2 separate regions of the Rattus norvegicus genome follow, and region 1 is linked to region 2. Evidence: chromatin contacts called from public Hi-C data. All regions are on one chromosome and are shown on one strand. The core of a region is the stretch at or near the end of the contact, and the rest is flanking DNA. Distances in the headings are between cores, read along the strand shown. Region 1 has its middle 34 kb from the start of Or2k2. Region 2 has its middle 19 kb from the start of Musk.

Region 1 (5,182 bases), core at 1,132-3,631, 510 kb before region 2:
GATGTAAGTTAGGAGAGATGCACATTTGAGAGAGTATGGATTTCTTTTTGGCTACTTTTGGGTTATAAATTCACATTAGTTGATACAGCCAATATACAAACTTCAGTTGTAGCAACCAGAGGAAGAAACAGGATATGACCCCTTTGTAAGATGCTTGTAATATCCCCAAGGAGGCTGGTTAAAATTCCGTCTCTCTGCAGCTTAGTTAGACCCCGCTCTTCCGCTCCTGGCCCTTTTGGAATGGTTTTAGCTGAGGCTGAAGTTACAGAATAACAGCTTCGTAGCTAGACTTCGCGTCACGTCACGTGTTTCTTCACAAAACAAATTCCCCAGGATCAGCCTTGTGCCCCAGCGCTGCTCAGCCCTCTGACCGCAGTCTTGCTGGGGCCTGATCTCTGTTGGGACTGAGAAAGAACTCAGGTTCCAAGTCCTTCCTGCTGCCTAGCTTTGCCATAAAATAAACCACAAGGATTGTCTGGGATCACGATATACCGTAGAAAACGTAAACTATGAATTAGGGAGATTTGAATTCTCTCATTAGGCCAAGTTAACCTAGCACTGAAACTGCTTTCAAGATTATTTAAACCGTGCCTTAAACTTAATTTTATTTTTCTACACACTTCATACAATTATATTATTTAATATTTTAGAAATGACGTGTCCTCATTAATTTTCATTTATAATATTTATTAAAAACTCACATAGTTGTATGGTTGCTGTTCTTATGGTTGCTATTTGTGACCCTTGACCCAAGATGTACTCTCTGCATTGAAGACCTGATTTACCAGGGGCTTGCACCTGACCTCACAGTTTGCTAACACTGGGGCTGTCTTGGGCAAAGCACTTGATTCTCCCAGATTCATAGTGATGAAAAGAACAGCACCTTCACTGTAGTCCCTTCACACAGATTAGTAGCCCGAAAGTGACAAAGTTGGCAGAGTATTCGATGGAATGTTCTGCATTCCCATTATGTCTAGTTTCACACCAGCAATGATGTAACACGTAAGATCCGCAATAAAAATTGTAAAGTGTTCCAAGATCACCCTGGAAAAGTATCACATACAAAACACAGAAAGGGGGGAAACCCATTTCTTGCATGATGGCATCAATAGAAAAGGGCATTTAAATAAATTCAAATGATTACAATAAATGTTGCATGCTGGAATGAATGCTTTTTCTAAACGTAGAAAAGGTTAGTGTTGGGATTTAAACATAGGACCATGTGCATGTTTAGTGTGCACTCTATCACTGATCTGGATCCCAAGCTCCCAGGAGAGTATTTTGATTAATTTTGTGAATTGTTTGAACAAAAGGAATAAATCAAATAACAGAAGTACGACCTATTTTTTTTTTAGTGTTTCGAATCATGCTTAGAATATGTTGCTTAACAGACTACTCTAAAAGTACAGTCATTTTAGAGGACCGTAGGGAGGTTCCTCAAAAGAAGAACGATATAACTGCTGTAACCCAGCAAATCCTACTTCTGAGCTCATTTCCAAAGGATTTGAAATCAGTTTGTTGAAGAGATGTGCTTGATCACCCAAATTAATTATAACACTACGCAGCCATGGAACTGACCCAAGTGTTGTACAACCCAAGTGCATTATGGGTTGTACAACAGGATACCACTTTGCCTTCAAAGAACAGAAAATTCTTTATTCAGCCATAAGGAAGAGAGAAATTATGTCATGCATTAGAAAATGGATACAACTGGAGAGCAACAGACTAAGCAAAGTGGAAGCCAAACTGAGAGAGGCAAATATTGCTTGTTTTCTCTCATTTTTGGAACACACATGCATACACACACACACACACACGAGTATTGTTTATGTTGTGTGAGAGGGGTATTCATATGTCACAGTGTTCACGTGTGTGGTCAGAGGACAACTTGTGGGATTAAACTCTCTCCTTCCACCATGTAGATCCTTGGGATAGAATTCAGGTCACCAGGCTAGTGTCTCTACCTGCTGAACCATCTCAGCAGACCTGGATCCTAGACCTTATAGAGCATTTACAGTCTCATGCCACCCCCCTGTTCAATCTCTTTGCTTCATGCCTTCACTTGATGATGTAAGATCTCTGCTTCCTGCTCCCCACTATGATGGGCTCTTTTAACTTAACACTGTCAGGGGTGGTTTCTTTTGAGTGTGGGCTGCCGTTCTTTTCCTAATAAATACAGAAGCTAATTTTTTTTCATGTTAAGCAGACAAAGCTCCCCTTTGAGACATAGAGTCTGAACACCAAACACAGGACCCATTATCTCTGAAACATTAAGGGCCACATTCAGTCCTTAGAAATGGCCAGGGGTCCACTCATATTCAGAAGCATGGAATTTTCACACATCTAGGAAGTGATGCCAAACTGAATTTTGACTGGTGATGTGGGCACCTTAAGCTGTGATGCAGACAGGGTTGCCCACTGATGGCCATGCGCCATGCACAGACCCGCGTCAGACTGCCCACCACGAATTAAGTATTGTTTATGATCAAACAAAACCCAAGGGCTTCAAATTAAAACAGAAGGGATTCCCAGGCATATTTAATGTTGCGTGTGCTTGTGAGGAAATAAGCTTGCACTTCTTATACTTAGAATACCTACAGTGTTGCATTCAAAATTAGAGACAAAAAACAAACAGATGAAACAACAAAATGGGGGATTACTGATTGGTTTATGTGCAAGGAGATGTGGAGCTGAAGACTTTCGCACAGTTGGTGGATGCTAGGTTAGGGTTCCCCACATAGACAGATGGAGGAGTAAGCTGATCTCTTAGAGGGTCAATATCGGAGCAAGGGTCCAATTTTAGGCAGATTCGTAGCTTCTGCTGCACCACATGGAGGAATGGCGGAGATCTGCCTCCTAGATGGGAAGGTGTCCAAGGTCCAGGCAAGAGGCTGGGCTTTGAAGATCGGGTCGTGGGCAAGATCGCCCCAGGGTTTTCAGACCAGCATAGTTTAAGTCGTGCAGCTGGTTGTGTGGCTCTTGCGACTGAGCACAGGCTTCTGAAGAGACAGAAGGAGGCTCCTGAACCAAGGGGAGAAAAGGCTGAGGCTGGATGTGGTGGGTACCAAACAGTAGCAGCAAGGCGTTGCTAGGATCCACGTCCAGAACAAAAATGATTTGCTACAGGGATTCCTGATTAATTCTGACCAAATCCTTCTTAAAGCTTTCTCCCTCTTTCCCTCCCTCCCTCCTTCCCTCCCTCCCTCCCTCCCTCCTTCCCTCCCTCCCTCCCTCCCTCCCTCCCTCCCTCCCTCCCTCTATCAGGCTGGGATATACTACAAGGTTCAAGTGATCCTCTTCCCTCAGTCTCTAGACCACCCAGGACTCCAGATGCTGTCACTGCATCTGGCTCCATTTTCTTTTGCAGAGAACTGCTGGACACCAGATCCAGATCAGATACACATTCACAGGAAACCTCGGAAACCATGCCCAGCCTTTCTTAACTTAAACACTTCAGGGCACACTTCGGTCTTAGGGGGCCGTAGGACTTAGCTATTTCTTTAGGAGTTATAGGACTGTTTTCATGGTTTATCTGATTTCACTTAGGTACCTGGTATCTGTCTGGAAAATTGTCCATTTCATCCAGATTTTCCAGTTTTGTTGAGTATACACTTTAGTAGTAGGATCTGATAATTTTTTTTGAGTTTCTTCAGATTCTGTTGTTATGCCTCCCTTTTGATTTCTGATTTTGTTAATTTGGATGCTGTCTCTGTGCCCTCTGGTTTGTCTGGCTAAGAGTTTATCTGTTTGATTTTCTCAAATAACTATCTTCTGGTTTTGTTGATTCTTTGTATAGTTCTTTTTGTTTCTACTTGGTTGATTTCAGCCCTGAGTTTGATTATTTCCTGCCTTCTACTCCTCTTGGGTGTTTTTGCCTCTTTTTGTTCTAGAGCTTTTAGGTGTGCTGTCAAGCTGCTGACATATGCTCTCTCCTGTTTCTTTCTGCAGACACTCAGAGCTATGAGTTTTCCTCTTAGCACAGCTTTCATTGTGTCCCCTAAGTTTGGGTATGTTGTGCCTTCATTTTCATTAAATTCTAAGAAGTCTTTAATTTCTTTCTTTATTTCTTCCTTGACCAAGTTATCATTGAGTATTGGCCTGTGTGCTTGAAGTTTTCCATGGACAGCTCTGGTCCGGCTAGGTGCGTGGGTTCTGGCAAAGGGGAGAGAACTCAGACAAGAGGAGGAGACTGCTTTCACCCTTCTCCGCTGCTGGTGCTGCTCTGCCCGTTTCCACCACTGAAACAAGACTTTGGCCCGGGCTGAGCCAGCAAGGGACTGACTAGCTGGTGAGGGGTGCAGAGCAGTTAGCTTCTGGTGGCAATTTCAGGAGAGCAGGTCTCTTCTCCAGGTGGTGGTATTACAGCTCTTATGACAGAAGCTCTCAGACAATGGAGTAATTCCTGCACACCTTTAATCCTTCTGAATAGGATTCTTTAATACAGTTTCCGGATGGGTCAAGGTCTGACAGCAGGTACTTCCTATTGGTTTGACCTGAGAGCTTGGGAATGCCTCATTTACATATTTGGAGGCGTGGCCCTGCTTCTACATGACTGATCTGTCTTGAGCCTATGTGACCTGTCGGGGGGGGGGGGGGGGGGGGCTGTAGCTTCATGAGTGGGGCCAGATCTCCTGGGAGACTGGTAATTCTCCTGCCATCCCAAAGGATCCCCATGGATTCAGCTTGTCTCAACCAGGAATCAGGGTACCTTTCACAGCCTGCCGCCCCACAATTGAGTAGAGTTTGTTCAGCTTCCATGCGTATGTGAGTTCTCTGTTGTTTTTGTTGTTCTTGAAGACCAGCCTCAGTCTGTGGTGATCTGATAGCATGCATGGGATTATTTCAATCTTCTTGTATCTGTTGAGGTCTGTTTTGTGACTGATTATATGGTCAATTCTGGAGAAGGTATCATGAGGTGCTGAGGAAAAGGTATGTTCTTTTGTTTTAGGATGAAGCGTTCTATAAATATCTGTTAAATCCATTTGGTTCATAACTTCTTTCGCTTCATTGTGTCTCTGTTTAGTTTCTGTTTCCATGATCTGTCCATTGATAAGAACAGGGTATTGAAGTCTCCCACTATTATTGTGTGTGGTACAATGTATGCTTTGAGCTTTAGTAAGAATTCTTTTACGAATGTGGGTGCCCTTGCTTTTGGAGCACAGATGTTCAAAACTGAGAGTTC
Region 2 (5,000 bases), core at 619-3,118:
CATCTAAATCCAGGGATCCCTGTCATTCATCACAGGGTTGAAGAGGCCTACCAAGAGAACGTTGTTCAATACTGACTTCAAATCACTTGCCTCAGGGAGCAAATCATTTCAAAACTCAGTAAGGCATTCTGAATGTTGAGAACTTGAACCAGCAGATCATAGGAAAGGCTCCACTGTCCACCAGGCCTCACTCCTGCGTCTGCCTGTGACAGACAGGACAGGACTCAGAAGTATTACTCCAGAGAGGCCCTAGTCGTAGATGGCACTCCCAGGTCTAAGGCTGGGCACCTGTTGGCAGGGCTGTCACAGGTCTAGGACACTAACCTCAGAGTGCTAAGGGTGGTGGTGTAGGGTGACGATAGGAATGGGATCCAAGGTTACACCATCAGGCACACAGTGTGCAAGCTGTGAGAGACAGTCTTGAGACACTGCAGAAGGGGCTCACATGCCGTGACTGCCCACTCCCACATCCCTTTGCATGCCTCATGGGTCAGCTGAGACCTCATTAGATCAGCTCAGGAGTGGGACACTTGCCACTTCTGGGTTCAATCTCCAACAACAACAACAACAACAACAACAACAACAACAACAACAACAAATTAGAAAAAAGCAGAAACAAGTCTTTAATTATGTGTAAATAAGCAAACAAAAATCTAGTTTCCAATGCAGACACTCACCACTGCTATACTGTGTGTGTGTGCATGTGCACACACATGCATACACACACACACACACACACACACACACACACACACACACACACATTTTCTTCGCTACTAATCTCCAGACCCTTCGCCCTTCCATTTTCAAGACCTGCTTTGGCATCAAGACCCTGTCTCTCGTTAATGATGCTGAGGCTTCCAGTTTCTACTTCCTTGGGAACTAAAGCATATCACATGATCACGTGACCAGGGTGAGCCAGAAAGATTCTTCATGCAAAAGCAAAACAAAGTGTTGCTTTAGGGGTTCATTCATTGTGGTGAGTGGCAGCAGCAGAGTCTGGGGAAATGGCCATGGTGACAGGAAGTCAGGGAGCCCAGTGGCTCCTGGACCACTTTCTTGTTTTTCGCGCATACTTCTAGTTTACATATTTAGGCTTGTGGTTGATTTCTTGCGCTTCGCACTCTTCTAGAAAATTCTTCAGAGCTGGTGTTGGTTGTTGCCGGTGAGAGTTGCGGGTCGTTTTGGGATTTTTGTTTGTTTTAAGCTCTACCCGATGCATCAGGTGCCATTCTACAGATAGAATTTTCATAGGCATAGAAAGTTGTTGTTATAACTCCTGAAGGCCCAGCACTGGGTTCTGCTCAAAGTGAAGCTCAAGTGATTGGCATTTAGCTAACATGTATTATTTATATGTACGCCATGTATTGTGCCCACTCATTGGTCACAGATGATCTCCCAACAGCCTCCTTGGCATCACCCACGTTCTGCGTTCGTGACTGATCCTTCACCCTCCTGACAGAAATCTGTCATGGCTTACCTACTGGGCCTTGCACTCCATCTCACAGCTGAACCAAGTTTAGAAGGTGACCTATTTAAATGCTCGGTGCAAGCAGGCTTTGGTTCTACCGTTGAACGTAAGTCAGTTGTAGCTTGCACATGTGGGTGTCACGTGGCCTTAGTCAGACCCTGTCAGGGCTCAAAGAGGGTCACGCTTGATTTACGTGTTCTTGATAGCACTTAACTTTTTACTTGGATTTAGAGATGGCTCTACACACATCAATCAAGGGAGCTGTTTTAAAGTCTTTCTTCTCAGCTGTCCCCGGTGCCAGATTGTCTAACAAATAGAGGGATAGACAGATGTAATTTGTGGCTTGCGGAGACAATTCTGTGTCATGCAGCAGGCCAGCTGGTGGCACAACCCACAGCGCAGTCCATGCCTGACTCACAGGCAGTAAGCAGGCTTCTATTCTAACTCATACCCAGATGGACGTTCAACTCCCCCACACGTCAAGTAATGAAGGTTTGCTGCAGAAAATCAACTTAAACATTTGTTTAAAAGTTGACAGCTGAACTTGGCCTTGTACCCTAACATGCTTTTGCATAGCACGCTGTTCTTACTGGATTAAAAAATCAACGTCCATGATAACTTGCAAAACAGAACGGGCAAAATAATAAGCAGGATATGTGATATCTGTACCAGGCACACATAAACAGACATTCCGGTCCCAAGTAGGTCAATAGGATTACAGTGCTCCTCTCATGAGAATAACCAGGACTTGTATGCAAATCAAGCTCATACATAAACATCAGGAATGAGAGAGCCCTGTTTTCTAACAGAATTTAACGGTAAATATTTGTCACGGGGCTTACAACTGGCTACTAACTACAGTGCACAAGAAAGCTTATTTAGAGTAATATTTTAAAAGAAAGGAAAAAGACTGTATAACACAAAGAACAAAGGGTAGGAAAACTATAGAGCGACAGGAAATCTCTTTCTCAGGGCCCAGAAAGCAGCAAAAACTAAATCTAGATATGGAAATGAGGTTAGGGTTGGTGCACTTTGGTATATGAAGCCCAATTAACAGCTACTTCTGTGACAAAGAGCCTGGCCCTGACCAACTACTAGTGATAAATGCCTTATTTCTGATGTTCTTTAGCTTCATCTTGACAATGGAGCTAAATCGAAAGCACTAATAGCCCCCAGTCTTCCCAGCAGGCCCTTGGTGCCTGCGCACTCAACGACCTCCCAGCATGATTGTCAGGGTCTAGTACAACCTGAAGCCTTGGCCTTATCCAGATGTGTCACAGTTTTGTTAGCAACATCTGGGTCCCTAGGACATCCTACTGGGTAACCGGGAAATTTGGGTAGGAATGGGTTGGTAACCTTCATACTTTATAAAATCAGGACGGCTGCTAAAAGAAGCGAAGCTCTCAGCCAACCATTGAACTGGGAACAGGGTCCCCATTGGAGGAATTAGAGAAAGGACTGAAGGAGTTGAAGGGACTTACAACCCCATAAGAACAACAATATCAACCAACCAGAGCTCCCAGGGACTAAACCACTACTCAAAGAGTACACATGGAGACACCCATGGCTCTAGGTGCATATGTAGCAGAGGATGGCCTTGTTGGGCACCAATGGGAGGAGAAGCCCTTGCTCCTGCCAAGGCTTGATGCCCCCAGTGTAGGGGAATGTCAGGGCGGGGAGGCAGGAGGGAGTGGGCAGGGGAGGGGGAGAGTAGGGAACACCCTCATAGAAGCAGGGGGAGCGGGGATAGGATAGGGGGTTTCCAGAGGGGAAACCAGGAAAGGGGATAACATTTGAAAGGTAAATTTTAAAAAATCCAATTTAAAAAAAAAAGAGAAAGCAAACAGGCAAAAACATTTAATTTAGAAATAAGGAAATAAAAGCATACACACATACACACATAATTGGAATTATAATAAACCAACAAAGACCAGTAAAAAAAAATTAAACAAAGCAATATAAGATTAAAAGTCTATAAAGAAGAAGGAGGAGGAAGAGGAAGGAGAGGAAGAAGAAGAGGAGGAAGAAGAGGAGGAAGAGGAGGAGGAGGAAGGGGAGGAGGAGGAGTGGCAAAGCTGTGAAAGGCTGGAGTACTGCCCCACTATTAGCCAGCTGCATGGTACACCCAGGAGAACTGTTGGGAGGCCTGTGGACCTAAGCAAGCTGTACCCTGTGAGAAGTTGAAGCACAGCTGTGCACGTGCCTAAACTCTATTTCTCAGGTAGTTTAAGTAAATGTCTCTGAAACATGCAGCATGACCCGTGGGCACCACTCTCTGAGTCTGTGTGAAATGCACCAGGCATCAGAACCTTCTCAGGAAGCCTGAGCTGAGGAGCAGGGTCTTTGTTGATGCCAGGGTCCAGTCATTCACTGGGATTTCAGGATCTGAGTAATCACATGAATGTGTGCAAGGGCGGTAGAGAGTGAGCCTGGGGGTGGCTGAGGAGTTGGTTTTGCCAGGAAGGAAGTGGTGTATAGGGGTGTACTTTGCTCTGTAACTGCTTTGTCAACCTTGTTTATCTCAGAGAGAAACTCTGACCCAGATGACACAGGCCAAATGGGACGTAAATTGACCTGATTCACCTTTCAAAACTAAACGTAGGAAACTAAGTATTCTAATGATAGTTATTGCTGTCAATGGGATGAACAAACCCTCGTTCATAGGTGAAGATCGTAGAAATGTTTGTGACAGAACCTCACCACATAGCCCGGGCTGACCTGAACTTCTCATGTAGACCAGGCTGCCCCAGAACTCACTGAGATCTGCCCGTGTTAAGGACTCTGTAAAACACAGATGTGCAGGTTTCCGTCTTTACTTTTACTGTCGTGAGTTAAATCTGAACTGTCACCTTACACATTTGTGATGCCTGGTGTCCATGTTATGGTGTTATTTTGAATTTGATCCCACAAAGCCATAACACGTGTGGTCTGAAGCCTGGGGTTCCCTGAGAGGCCTTTGGAAAAGGTAGGGAACATGAGGAGAGCCCTCTAAACTGATGAAAAGATTGGAGGTTTCAATCACTCTCGAATGTACAAGCTACCAGGTCCTTTTCTGTAATCAATTTGAAATAATTCCTTAAGTTCTAAGAACATATCCTATAAATATTAAATGTGTTCCTTACAACTAGGGAATTAGCAGAAGGATGTCCAGGAAGTACTATTCACGAATATAAGACATTGGGAATAACCTGTTTCCTGTTAGCATGCCATTTCTAAGGCAAATTATAATACATGTATACAGACCTAGCAAGTCACGTTGTTGAGAAAGATGTAATGAGGCAGTAATCTGTCGATAATGGAGTGTTGGCTTTTGAAACCCTATCTAGTAAACGCCTGTAGATTCCATTCTCATCAAATACATTTATGTGATGTTTGGCAATGTTAATATTTGTTTCTTATCAAATTATGCTTTATTTTCTCAAATTTTACAACCCATATTTGGAATGAAAATAGCAACTGTTAATCATTTTCAATTTATGTTTCTGAATTTTAGGCAGCCAACTAGGGATTCTTCAGGTTGGCGGCGCCC

What was found. Hi-C and Micro-C count contacts between places; a contact is called where the count stands out from the background.
Region 1: a contact with region 2 is called in a Hi-C map of Schwann cells, with 19 times the contacts expected there. The contact joins two enhancer-like sites. A contact is called at or near these places in 11 of 12 Hi-C or Micro-C datasets (the A7r5 cell line, the Rat2 cell line, Schwann cells and 6 more) and 1 of 1 datasets of contacts at active chromatin or transcription factors (oligodendrocytes).

What each region holds. Positions count from the first base shown.
Region 1 is chr5:78,341,785-78,346,966 of GRCr8, reverse strand. No RefSeq gene overlaps it. Among named protein-coding and RNA genes, the nearest start is that of Or2k2, 34 kb to the left of the region's middle. Within about 2 kb of position 2,381, at least 7 of the 93 cell types and tissues checked have an H3K27ac peak or open chromatin away from gene starts, as enhancers often do. A contact at or near this core is called in Schwann cells, where this site is marked.
Region 2 is chr5:77,831,834-77,836,833 of GRCr8, reverse strand. No RefSeq gene overlaps it. Among named protein-coding and RNA genes, the nearest start is that of Musk, 19 kb to the left of the region's middle. Within about 2 kb of position 1,868, at least 36 of the 93 cell types and tissues checked have an H3K27ac peak or open chromatin away from gene starts, as enhancers often do. A contact at or near this core is called in Schwann cells, where this site is marked.